Regions from separate parts of the Mus musculus genome. Here region 1 is linked to region 2. Evidence: chromatin contacts called from public HiChIP or PLAC-seq data. All regions are on one chromosome and are shown on one strand. The core of a region is the stretch at or near the end of the contact, and the rest is flanking DNA. Distances in the headings are between cores, read along the strand shown.

The links. HiChIP or PLAC-seq counts read pairs in DNA pulled down with a chosen protein or histone mark.
Region 1: an H3K27ac HiChIP or PLAC-seq map of embryonic stem cells shows a contact between it and region 2, with 6 times the contacts expected there. The contact joins the enhancer-like site here to the promoter of Cdc42ep4 in region 2. A contact is called at or near these places in 4 of 39 promoter capture datasets (the 3T3-L1 cell line, embryonic stem cells and liver), 1 of 484 Hi-C or Micro-C datasets (liver) and 5 of 115 datasets of contacts at active chromatin or transcription factors (embryonic fibroblasts, embryonic forebrain, embryonic stem cells and 1 more).

What each region holds. Positions count from the first base shown.
Region 1 is chr11:114,690,819-114,694,072 of GRCm38.p6, reverse strand. All of the region lies in intron 3 of Ttyh2 (tweety family member 2), which reads right to left. Among named protein-coding and RNA genes, the nearest start is that of Ttyh2, 17 kb to the right of the region's middle. Within about 2 kb of position 1,297, at least 35 of the 459 cell types and tissues checked have an H3K27ac peak or open chromatin away from gene starts, as enhancers often do. A contact at or near this core is called in embryonic stem cells and liver, where this site is marked.
Region 2 is chr11:113,750,564-113,753,407 of GRCm38.p6, reverse strand. Cdc42ep4 (CDC42 effector protein (Rho GTPase binding) 4) reads left to right here and starts at 1,593. Exons shown (of 2, transcript NM_001163346.1): 1 at 1,593-1,720.

The sequences.
Region 1 (3,254 bases), core at 48-2,547, 940 kb before region 2:
TGCCTGTAGAATCCTAATAATTGGGAGGCTGAGGCAGGAGGATTACCTTGAAGTCAAGACCAGACTGGGCCACAGATGAGCTCTTGTCTCAAAAAAAACAAAACAAAACAAAACAAAACAAAACCAAAAAACAAACCAAAAAACCAAAAACCAAAACAAACAAAAATAAAAGTCCTCCCTTTCCTGGAGGTGGAGGGGCACACAGCTTTGGGAGGCAGAGGCAGGTGAATCTCTGCAGAATGAGTTATAGGACAGCTAGGACTACACAGAAAAAAAAAAATGTCTCAAAAAACGAAAACCAACAAAACAAAAGGAAAAGAGGAGCCGAGAATGAGCATGTAGCTCATTTGATAGAATGCTTGGCCAGCCGGCACGAGGTCCTGACTTAGAGCCAAGGCATCCAACACATTGGGCATTGTATTGAACACTGTAGTCCCAGCGCTCAGCAGCAGGACCAAGAGTTCAAGGTCATCCCTTGGCTATACTGGGAGCCAGCCTGAGCTATCTGTGACTCAAAAAACAAACATGAAGAAAATAAGTGCCTCCCACAAACAAACAAAACCCCAAGGAAAAAAACACAGAGAATTTAAGATTGTAAGGAATAGCCAGGTGTGGCGGCTCACAGCCTGGGCTATACACACAGCCTGGGCTACACAACACAGGATGCGCTACACTTAGAATTCCAGGACAGCCAGAGCTCGTAGAGAGACCCTTCCTGTGCTGAAAAACCAAAACAACAAAAATTAGAGAAGAATAGGCCAGGCATGGTGTCCAAGGCCTGGATTCTGAAAGCTCAGGAGGTTGAGGCTAGAGGATCAGGTTCTAAGATAGTCTGGGTCACATCGTAGAACCTTGAACTAGAGAAAAAAAGAAGAGAAACAAAGCCACAAGACAAAAAACATCTGTCAAGTCCATTTTCTTTTTTTTCTTTCTGGTATTGTTTCATGGGAAGAGATGATAGATACATGCTAGGTAGACAGACAGACAGACAGGTGTTAGAGCACATCACAACAAGGGCCTCCCTGTAGCTCTGTGCTTGCTCACATGGGTCCTAGTCTTTGCCCTTCAAGAAGACAGGTGTGATGCCCCGGAGATGGGCTGTGGCTTTCTCTTGGGAGCTGAAGATGAAGGAAACAGCTCAGCTCTTCCACCAGGTGGGCACCCAGGCCAGAGAGAAGGAAGGTCTTTAAGGACAAGGGTGTAGCTTTCAAATTGCGGTCCCCAGGCAAGCAGCATCGCTAAGGATCTCATTACAAATGCAAATTTTCAGCTTGCCTCAGAAGATGAACTGGAGCCCAGCAGGGCGGGCCTGGCGCCCCGGGGGCTAACAAGCTCTCAGGGAGATTCTGACCTCTGGGAGGGATCACCAGGTCCTGGGTGTGGGTGGACCGGGTCAAGAGGAACACTGGCTCAGATTCAGGGAGGTAGTAGGGAGGAAAAGGACCCAAGGACTGGGCTTTGTGTTCTTCCTCCCTCAGTTTCTCCACCCAGCAGTTTCCCACAGGCCTACTATGGGCTCAGGATGGTGGGGGTCTCTAGCCAAGAGAGGAGCATACAGAGGGTCCTTGGTCTTTGTGTTTAGGGGCAGCCCTGGAAGGGTCTCTTAGTTGACCATGGCTGCTACATCTGGGCTCCATCAGGGCCTGGCTTTATGATCTGGGCTGTTGGATGAGTCTCCATCCTGACTCTGCCACCCACAGCCTCCCACAACCTGAGCACCTCCACTTCATGGTGATTGCAGTAATTATTATAATGACGCCATTATCTTAATTCCTGAGGGAGAGAGCACTCTATAGTTTACCCGGCACTTTCTCCGGTGGTAATTCACCTGATGCCATTTAGCCATTTACCTGCAATTTGGACCCCACCCCTTGGATGAGGGGGGAAGGCCCTATAAAGGATCTATCATCTTCCTGCAGGCCTCAGGCCAGAGACTGTCAGGTACCCATCTTGAGGCCTTCCCCACCCTCTTAGATAAAAAGGGCAGATGCTACCATAGCAGGCAGCCCCACCAAGGAGCCCCAGGACAATTATCTTACGTTGCAGCAACAGCCAGATGGTAAGGGGCTGTCTCCAGGGACAGGGTGAGGGTAAGGTCACACAGCCAAGTGTTCAAACCTGGCTCAGGAGGGCAGGGAGCCTAGAGCTGGTTCCTAGATACCAGCAAGTTCCTCCCCAGAGATAAAGACTAGAGTTTTCCCAACAGTGAAGGTCATAGCTTTGGGGCTTTCCAGCATGCGGGCTTCTCCCACTTCCAAGGCCGATGGTGGCTAGGGACAGAGAGACAGGGTAATACCAAATAAACAGAAGGTGTCCTTGGGGACTTGGCCCCCATCAGGACAGAGTTCCCAGGGACCAGCTCCCACAAATCCTGAGCAGTGCACATCTGAAGCACCACAGCCTGTGTTTTTTTTTTTTTTTTTTTTTTAGGTGAGAGTTCCTGTCCCTGCCCCACCCCCAGGAGCTGATGGAAGGATTAGATCCCCAGAGGAGCTCAAAGGAGCATGTTGGGGGGTGGGGGCGGGGGTCAGATGATGTTGAGTCCTCCCTTGGGAGGACGCCAGGTCACCAGTTCCTCGAGTTAGGGCTGGCAAATCAAATGTGCCTTTTGCTGGGACCTGTGCTATTCTGGAGGGACCTGGTCCAGAGAGGGTCAGATGCCCAAGGACTCGTTTCCCTGAAATATGCATCTGGTCTTCCCCCACCAGAGTCCTCAGGAGGCACCAGAAGCTGTCACGGGATCACCTTAAAAATCAGCAGGAAAGACTAGCTAGCACTCTGCAAAGGTGACAGGCAGGTAGGGGCCAGGGGTGAAGAGATGAGCCCAGAGATAGTGCCACTGGTCCCACGGTCCCGACACACAGCTGGGTTTATGAGGCTTCTTCCCAGCCCTGTATGTGTGGGGGGGTGGGGTGGGGGTGGGGCAGGGCTGAGGGGCTCTTCTACTGTTTCTACAGACTTTTTAAAATCACTTACAAAATTATTTTTTGGCAGACCCTGTTACCACCATGCTCGGTCTCTAGGTTCTCTCCTTTCGATATATGGATCAGAACTCTATTCAAAGCACTTAGAGCTAACATTAAAAAAAAAAATCCATGTTCAGGATTGAGGATATAGCTCAACTGGTAGAGCGACTGCCTAGTATGTATAAAGCTTGAGGTTCAAACGTATACAAGGCATAGGGGTGCACACACGCACATAAGCATCAGGTCGTCCTCGAAGTAATAGAGGGCTCAAGACATACAGACCCTGTC
Region 2 (2,844 bases), core at 344-2,843:
TTAAAGGCGTGCACCACATTGCCTGGCAAGAGATCCTTTTATAGTGAGTCTGGCACACCTGGCTGTTGCCAGGTAACTATGGGGTGGAGCCTAGAAGGAATGTCAACAGGTGCTGTACCCATTTGAGAGATGGGAAGGCTTGTGGGCCAGTGAGGGGCAGAGTTGAAAGCCAGAGGCAACACAACTCTCTCCTACTGGTTTGCCCTAGTGCCCTGTTACAGCTACCTCTGACCCACAGACCTGACTCCGACACTGTTGTCTATTCTAAACCACATTTCTCTTTCATCTTGACAACCTCCAGGTGAGGGACCCATACAAGGACAGTCAGAGTAGGGGGAGGAGGTATAAATTCCCCATGGTAACCCAATCACGGTCAGAACCCCAGGGATATCCCCATCCCAAGTTACTTTGGACCCCGTGTTTTAGTTTCACTAATTTTGACATCTCTTTTGGTTGGTGGTGGTGCTGGGCTTGAATTGAACCAGCCTCGTGCTCCGCAGCCGGAACTGGACCCCTAGACCAGACACTGAACTTTTTTTTTTTTTTTTTTTTTTTTTTTTGGTTTTTTGAGACAGGGTTGTTTCTCTGTATAGCCCTGGCACTCACTTTGTAGACCAGGCTGGCCTCGAACTCAGAAATCTGCCTGCCTCTGCCTCCTGAGTGCTGGGATTAAAGGCGTGCACCACCACTGCCCAGCGACACTGACCTTTTAGGTTTGATTTTCACACAATATGGACAGTTTGAAGTTTTCATGGATAGACGGGGAGATGGGGGAGAGGTCGGGGATGGGGTGGGATCCTGAGAGACAGGGTTTCCAGAGGACAGTGAAGGAGCTGAGGGACCGTGAGGCAACTCTGGGGAAAAAGGAGGCTGAGGCCTACACCACCCCACCCCCACTTCCTTTAAGTAGTTAGGGAACTTTCACTTTGGGTTGGCTCCGTTTCCTCTTTATTGACTATTTCGCCCCTGGCTTTTATTGCTTTTAATGATCATTCATAGGTGGGGCTTCCTCTACCCAAGCACGCGGGATTTAATTCCGGGAGGTTCCCTGGGAGGGTACTTAAGAGCCCATGATCACCAGACAGAGCTATCAAAGCCAGGTCACCTTGCTGAAAAGTTCCTCCACTGCTCAGACCGGGTCTGGACTCGGGCGGACCTGCTTCTCCCGCCCTCCAGATGGAGAGGGAATCCACGGAGCCCAAGCTCCTGCTCGTGGTCCAGAAGTGGGTAACGTCCTGGAGGGAGTTGTTTTCTTACCATTGTTCAAAACTGGAAGAGCCAAGAGAGAGCTTCCCCTTGGTTCCTGGGGAGGGGATGTGCTCCTGTTTCTGCGGACCGCACGTCGGTTCCGCGGCAGAGCACTGGGGGCTGTGGGGCGCGACTCCTCAAAGCAAGACCTGCTCTGTCTACCCTACTAGGAGCTTGTGGGGGGCGTCTCAGGCTTTTAGATTTGAACCTGGGAGGCCAAGCAGCCGAGTTGAGTTCCGTGGCAGTCATTGGCTGCTGCGACGGAGTGACATCAGCGCGGAGGGAAATGGGAGGGAGGGCTGGGAGGAGCCTGGGAGGGGAGTGTCCTAGCTTCTAGCACACTCGGAGCCCCGGGAGCCAGAGGAAACAAACGCCGGCGCTGCCATGGGTCGCCAGCCTTGCCGAGGCGCCAAGCACACCGAGGGGAGCGTACAGCCGCACCTGGTCCGCGCTCGGGGAGCTGGGGACCGAGGTAGGCGACGAGCATCCGTTTGTGGCCCAGTGGCCGCGTGAGGCCTGGGTAGGCTCGAGACCCCTGGTGACGTGGAGAAGGTAGAAAGACCCGGGGATGGGGAAGATGAGGACCTAGGAGCAGGGCGCGCGCGCACACAAACACACCCCTCTGTGCCCAGCGTGGGTAGGCATGCCTGGGACCAGACCCAGAGTCACATACCGTGTCCCAGAAAATCATTTGCGGAGGAGGGGGTAACAACAGGGCTCAGCGTCGCCAGTACGCCCCGATCTGGCCACGGGGACTGTTCGGGGTGGGGTGAGTGGGCAGGTTTTAAAGGTCCACCCCCTCGCGCAGGAATGGGGTGTGTGTTGCCGTGGGCAGGCACACAACAATCGGCGGCGGTCGCCCCGAGGGGGGCGTGTGCGCACAGACTTCTCCATGAATAACCGCTGAGTTCGTCGGTAGTGGTAGAGGGGTGTACGCGTGCTCTCCCGTGTACACACACTGCTTTAGGCGCCACCCGGTGTCGCCCGGCCGGGGAGAAAGGAGGGCAAGAGCCGGCTGGAAGGCAATAGCCTAAAGAGCAAATACTCCCCGCCCGTCGGAGCCCTTCCTTCTCCCGCCCCGCCCGCCTCCCTTGGAAGACTTGGAGGCCAAGGCCGCAAGAGGCGCAGGGTGGGGCTGGGCCGAGCTGGCGGTCCCTTAGAAACCTGGGACGAGGCTTTACGCGGGGGGACCTGCGCGCGCGCCCGGTACGTCCGAAGCATGGGGCTCGAGGCTTTTTCAGGGGCGAGTAGGTAGCGGTTGGTTAATGATTTAACCGCTGGCTTGGGACGTTGAAGGCTGCGATCCTGATCTCTGGCTCCTCCCCATTCCTGGAGCGCCCCCAGCCGGAGGAACAAATCTGCCCTCCTGTGTCTGTGGCGTCGTCTGCTGGAGCTGCCTTTCCCCTTTGGGGGACCCCTGGTTGCTGTGGGTGAGTGTCCTAGACTGGCGGGGTGGATGGCGGTTGAGCTTCCTGGGAACAGACCGTAGGACTTGCGTGTGTGCCTGCGGGGGGAGGGGCGCTCCCTCTCTGTTAACTCAAACCAGGTTCCTTGTGTTTGCCCAATGAAATACTGCGGCCTGGGCTTCGGAAGTTT